Regions from separate parts of the Danio rerio genome. Here region 1 is linked to region 2. A link is a contact called in public HiChIP or PLAC-seq data. All regions are on one chromosome and are shown on one strand. The core of a region is the stretch at or near the end of the contact, and the rest is flanking DNA. Distances in the headings are between cores, read along the strand shown. Region 1 holds the start of aak1b (AP2 associated kinase 1b). Region 2 holds the start of npffr1l1 (neuropeptide FF receptor 1 like 1).

Evidence for each region. HiChIP or PLAC-seq counts read pairs in DNA pulled down with a chosen protein or histone mark.
Region 1: a contact with region 2 is called in an H3K4me3 HiChIP or PLAC-seq map of embryo, with 2.3 times the contacts expected there. The contact joins the promoter of aak1b here to the promoter of npffr1l1 in region 2. A contact is called at or near these places in 1 of 18 Hi-C or Micro-C datasets (an unstated tissue) and 1 of 4 datasets of contacts at active chromatin or transcription factors (embryo).

Annotation. Positions count from the first base shown.
Region 1 is chr10:46,402,215-46,405,689 of GRCz12tu, forward strand. aak1b (AP2 associated kinase 1b) reads right to left here and starts at 1,836. Exons shown (of 21, transcript XR_012386538.1): 1 at 884-1,836. It also overlaps a transcript of anxa4 not described here.
Region 2 is chr10:46,198,888-46,202,542 of GRCz12tu, forward strand. It overlaps npffr1l1 (neuropeptide FF receptor 1 like 1), which reads right to left and starts at 2,099. Exons shown (of 3, transcript NM_001171696.1): 1 at 1,814-2,099. The coding sequence starts at 2,099.

The DNA of each region.
Region 1 (3,475 bases), core at 586-3,085, 200 kb after region 2:
AATAGTTTTAATAACTCATCTATAATAACTATTTTATTTTATCTTTGCCATGATGACAGTAAATAATATTTGACTAGATATTTTTCAAGACACTTCTATACAGCTTAAAGTGACATTTAAATGCTTAACTAGGTTAATTAGGTTAACTAGGCAGGTTAGGGTTATTAGGCAAGTTATTGTATAATGATGGTTTGTTCTGTAGACTATCGAAAACAAATATAAAGCTTAAATGGGCTAATAATTTTGACCCTCAAATGATGTTCAAATAATTTAAAACTGCTTTTATTTTAGCCGAAATAAAACAAATAACACTTTTCCTAGAAGAAAATATTACCAGACATACTGTGAAAATTTCCTTGCTCTGTTAAACATCATTTGGAAAAATATAATAATAAAAATATTATAATAATTCAAAGGAGGCTAATAATTCTGACTTCAACTGTATTTTATATGACATATCCTGTAGCTTTGTTTACCAAACATATCTAATTAGATTTGTATTGTAAACCTTAGAAATTAAAAAGCTATTTTTTGTATTTCATGTGTTAAGTTTTCAGTTCCAATAGTCTCATAAACATTCAGCATAAATGATAATGAATCTGCACCGAAAGAGCCAAACACACACACACACACACACACACACACACACACACACACACACACACACACACACAAATAATAATAATAATTCTGCCTGTCCCTGCTGATTTGTATTTTGTCACATTCATAGTCAAATTCCATTGCTTTGCATCAAATAAAATGATATTCGCCCGGTCTATAAGGGAAGTATCACTGATAAAGCTCTAGATATTATTAACTGAAAGGTTGTAGGTTCAAGCCTTGCAAGGTAAACATTAAACAAGGTAAATATACACACACATACCTTCAGCCAGAGTTTCCTCCACAGTGACCTGGTGTCTTCCTACAGTAAAATTCCTTCCGATGAAATTCCCACCAGCACCACTGCCAGACCCAGAACCTCCAGCTCCCCCTCCAGAACCTGGCCCGGAGCCCACCAGCTCTCTCCGGGAGTCAAAGAACTTCTTCATGATGTCTACAAGATCCCAAAGCTGCTAAATGAGAGTCTATAAGAAACTGAAGCAGGCTGGTAGTTCTGGTGCAGGAGGTCTATATCAGCTATGACTGGCAAACATGGACTCTAGGCCCAGTTCTAGAGCTGATCACTGCTTAAATGGACCGTACAGGTAAACGAAAACAAGTAGTATATGTGCAAAATTAAAGCATCACAGTCGACTATATCCAAATATACAGCATCTATCAGAGATGGCCTGATATGATTGATGTGTTTGGTGTCTATATGGCGATATAAATACTTGAATCCAGCTGAAATCGATGTAAACATTCAACATTGGTTGAAAAACGGACCTTCAAACGAGAAGTGCACAGAAATCATTGTTTTGATGGATGAAAGTCAAACTCTCCATCATCAGCCAGCTGTGCAGCTCAAGAAAACCAGCCACTTTTCACAGAAAACACAGATGACATGCGGATGTTAATCAGAATAACGGATAATTTGGCTAATTAGACGCCCATACGCGTGTGAATTAGTCTCTTATCTGATGAACAAACAGCTATTTAGATTGCAAACACAGTGGGCTAGGCGCTAACGCTAGCATTCCTGCAAAACCCGCCCGGACGCGTGACAGCTCTCATCTGCGCGCTGCCGTCGGTGTCCTGCCGGTAAACGGTAAACGGATGCGGTTTGATTTTAATCGGACAGAATCAAAATCAGAATGAAATGACCGTGTTGTTCATGGCGATTCTCGTCTGCGGCTTTGGATGCTGCAGATGCGCCAGCTAACCGGAAACTACACCGGACGCGTGAAGCCAGCGCTTCAAAATCTATAATAAAAGTCCAAAACTCTTAATAATCATTGAAGTTTAGCGGATTCATCATTAAAGGAGACATTAAAATGTTGACCTTTAAATTTTACATTCATAAATGTAAATTTATCAATAAGAAACTTAATTTTAGGACATTGCGGTGACTGAAATATGCTTGTATATTACCGGAGACTCTTTAAACAAGAAAGCCCTACACACGTAAAAAAAATTGTAGGCCTATTTAATTATTACAAATGTATATTGTGTATGCTTGTATTTTGTTTATATTCACCCCCTGGCATGTATTTTTTTATTGTAAAATGTATGGAGCCAGATCAGTCTCAAAAATAATACATTTAAAAAAAAAAGTTATGTGTTTATGAATTGCATTTTATATTTGCAAATTGGATTTGCATATTTTTTTAATAATGTTTTTAATTTATGAATTGGATTTGCATATTTTTGAATCATGTTTTTAATTTACGAATTGGATTTGCATATTTTTGAATCATGTTTTTAATTTACGAATTGGATTTGCACATTTATGAATAATGTTTTTAGTTTACGAATTGGATTTGCGCATTTATGAATCGCGTTTTTAATTTATGAATTGTATTTGTGTATTTTTTAATCATGTTTTGCTTTTACAAATTGGAGCTGTGTATTTTTTATTAGTTTTTTGAATTTACAAATAGGATTTGCGCATTTATGAATCGCGTTTTAAACTTACGAATTGGATTTGCGCATTTATGAATCGTGTTTTGATTTTACAAATTGGATTTCCGTATTTATGAATAATTTTTTTAATTTACAAACTGGATTTGCGTATATATGAATCACATTTTTAAATTACAAATTGGATTTGCGCATTTATGAATCGTGTTTTGAACTTACGAATTGGATTTGTGCATTTTTGAATCGCATTTTTAATTTACGAGTTGGATTTACATATTTATGAATTATTTTTTTAAATTTCCGAATTGGATTTGCATATATATAAATAGTTTTTGATTTTACAAATTGGATTTGTGCATTTATGAATCGCATTTTTAATTTATGAATTGGATTTACATATTTATAAATCGTTTTTTAAATTTACGAATTGGATTTGGGCATTTAGAAATCGTGTTTTGAACTTACGAACTGGATTTGCGCATTTATGAATTGTGTTTTGATTTTACGAATTGGATTTGCGTGTTTGTGAATCATTTTTTTTAATTTACAAACTTGATTTGCGTATTTTTGAATTGTGTTTTGAATTATTTTTGAATTGTACTTTTTAATCGTTTTTTTATTTTCAAATTGGATTTGTGCATTTATGAATCGTGTTTTGATTGTACAAATTGGATTTGTGCATTCATGAATCGCATTTTTTATTTACCAATTGGATTTACATATTTATGAATCGTTTTTTAAATTTACGAATTGTATTTGCGCATTTATGAATCGTATTTTGATTTTACAAATTGGATTTGCATTAATAAATCGCTTTTTTAATTCACGAATTGGGTTTGCGTATTTGTAAATTGTGTTTTGACTTTACGAATTAAATTGTGTATTTTTTAATCATGTTCTGAATTTATGAATTGGAATTGCGTATTTTGAATATTTTTTTTATTTTACGAATTGA
Region 2 (3,655 bases), core at 849-3,348:
TTTAAATATGAAAGCATTTTTTGATACAATCTGGCAACACATGTTATATGGTTATGCTGTTGATTCTGTGCAGGTGGTACAGTAGATGCGGGATTTTAATGGTGGTGGTAGCAACACAAGTAGTAGTAGACCATATTTATCATTCATTCATTTTCTTTTCGGCTTAGTCCCTTTATTAATCCGGGGTCACCACAGCGGAATGAACCGCCAATTTATCCAGCACGTTTTTACAAAGCGGATGCCCTTCCAGCCGCAACCCATCTCTGGGAAACACCCACGCATGCTCATTCACACTCATACACTACGGACAATTTAGCCTAGCTAATTCACCTGTACCGCATGTCTTTGGACACCCACAGGAACGCAGGGAGAACATGCAAACTCCACACAGAAACGCCAACTGACCCAGCCGAGGCTCGAACCAGTAACGTTCTTGCTGTGAGGCAACAGCACTACCTACTTTGCCACTGCATCGCCGACCAAATATATATTAATATATAATATATGATGCCTTAAGTTTGTGTGAAGTCAACATTTACAATGTTTAAATTGTTAGCGCACATTGCTATTCTTTAGAGGAACAATTAATCTATGTCAATTATTAATTGACTAAAAAAATGTTTGTTTCTGTAATCTTCAATCAAAGTCTGAGCATTTGCTTCCGTGTTTGGAGTGGGCGGTCCTTCTCTAATGATGTCAGTTCGACACTTTAGCCACAAAAGTTCTTAGCCACACCTCTCTTATCGTTGGTGTGCTATGGGGGAATGATACGCAAAAAGAAAGCCCTGCCCCCTACTTTATATTCCGGTTCATTTGTCAGTCTTTATACCTTCATCTTTGTGTCTTTGCTTCCAGTCAAAGATTGTAATGCCCCTCATAACTGTCTTTTGTAATATTCAATATGGGAAAAAAAACTAGTGCTATATCTGTTTTGATATAATTTAAAAGTGTGTGCTGTGTATATATTATTATTATTGTTATTATATATTATATTATTTGTATTATTTATATTTAGATATAAAATATGTGTCTATATGATACAGATGATATATAAATTAAAATTTCTATGTAACAAAATTGTTTTGTATAACTTTGTTTCTATGTAATACACTAACCGGCCACTTTATTAGGTACACCAGTCCAACTGCTCGTTAATGCAAATTTACTTGGCAGCAACTCAATAGATTTAGGCATGTAGACATGGTCGAGACGATCTGCTGCAGTTCAAACCGATTTCAGAAACTGCTGATATGCTGGGATTTTCATGCACAACCATTTCCAGGGTTTACAGAGAATGGTCAGAAAAAGAAAAAAAAATCCAGACTCCAGAGAGTGGCAGTTCTTTGGGCGCAAATGCCTTGTTGATGCTAGAGGTCAGAGGAGAATGGCCAGACTGGTTCCAGCTGATAGAAAGGCAACAAGAACTCAAATAACCACTCTTTACAACTGAGCTCTGCAGAAGTGCATCTCTGAACACACATTACACCCAACCTTGAGGCGGATGGGCTACAGCAGCAGAAGACCACATCGGGTGCCACTCCTGTCAGCTTTAAGGAGTAAAGTAGTTCTGAAGGCAAAAGTGGGTCCAACCTGGTACTAGTAAGGTGTACCTAATAAAGTGGCCGGCGAGTGTATATACTGTGTAATAAACACTCATATATGATGTGACTTTTATTTTGGATATAATTAATCACAATTAATTTTTGCCTAGTATAAAGCACAGCTATGATCACAATGTTGATAGTGATGAATATAAAAATGAAGATGGCAATGATATTTACAGTACTGATGATGACAATGATGAAGCACTGACCTGAGATGAGGCTGTCAATCAGTGTGGTGGGCACGCAGAAAATGCCCACCAGCAGGTCGCTGACGGCCAGGTTGAGGATGAAGAGATTAGTGACGGAGCGCATGTTTCTGTTCCTGATGACCACCAGACAGACCAGCCCGTTGCCCACCACACACAGCAGCAACACCAGCAGATACGAGAGGATGTAGCTGACCGCCATCCCCGCCGAGTGGATGTAATACGGCAACAGTGTGCAGTTTTGCCAGCTCAGGTTGGCAGCAGAGTGGTTGAGGGTCATTGTGTCCATCTCGGATCTTGAAAATAAAAATGATTTGAACAAGCATTGCTCAATGGATAGATATGAAAATTCAAAATCTCACAATATATTTATGATGACTGACAATCTGATTCACTCCACCACACGACAAAGAGTTACAAATAGTTGATATGTTAATTGATTTATTGATGAACATATTTGATTTGATCAGGGATTGCTTAAACAAATAATATGTAAATTAAATCCCTCACAGTTTATTGACTATACGATTCATTCAAATGCCTACACCGCACCACAAAGACATATTTAATCAATTTTTCTTTAGTCAGATAGTTGATTGAATAATGGGTTTATTGCTGAAAATATTTAATCAATTATTCTTTAGTCAAATAGTTTATAAATGATTTATTGATATTTTTTATAAATTTTTCTTTAGTCATATAGTTGATTTATTGATTACAATTTTTTTTACCAATTATTACTTAGTCATATAGTTAATTTTTTAATTAATTTATTGATTAAATATTTAATCAAACATTCTTTAGACGAATAGTTGATTTAATAATTGATTTTTTGATAAAAGATTTAATCAATTATTCTTTAGTCAAATAGTTGATTTATTGATGAAAATAGTTGATCAATTATTATTTACTCATATAGTTTTGATAAAGAATTTATTGATAAAAATATTTAATCAATTATTCTTTTGTCAAATTGTTGATTTGATTATTGATAAAAATATTTAATCAATTATTTTTAGTCAAATAGGTGATTGGATATAGCATTTATTGATAAAATATTTAATCAATTATTCTTTAGTCAAATAGTTGATTGTATATAGCATTTATCGATAAAATATTTAATCAATTATACTTTAGTCCAGGGGTCACCAAACTTGTTCCTGGAGGGCCGGTGTCCTGCAGATTTTAGCTCCAACCCTAATCAAACACACCTGAACAAGCTAATCAAGGTTTGACAAGGTATACTTGAAACACCCATTCAGGTCTGATGAAGCAAGTTGGAGCTAAACCCTGCAGGGACACCGGCCCTCCAGGACCGAGATTGGTGACCCCTGCTTTAGTCAATAGTTGATTTATTGACAAAATATTTAATCAATTATTCTTTAGTCAAATAGTTGGTTTAATAATTGATTTATTAATAAAATATTTAATCAATCATTCTTTAGTCAAATAGTTGATTTATTAATTAATTTATTGATTAAATATTTAATCAAACATTCTTTAGTCGAATAGTTGATTTAATAATTGATTTAGTGCTAGAATAATTAATCAATTATTCTTTGGTCAAATAGTTGATTTAATAGTTGATAAAATTTCAAGTGGTGGAATGAAAAGCAGAGATTTAATTTAATTTAATATTTAGTAATTATATTCATGAGTTATTCAATACCTTAGGATTTAATATCAACACAACACAAATCGTTGTGCATGCGATCGAGGAATATTCAAAGCATAAACTTAAATCAGATTAGCTCCACTATAATCATTTCAGGAAAATATTTAATCATTTATTCTTTAGTCAAATAGTTTATTTGATAAGTGATTTAATGATGATTTTTTTTTTTA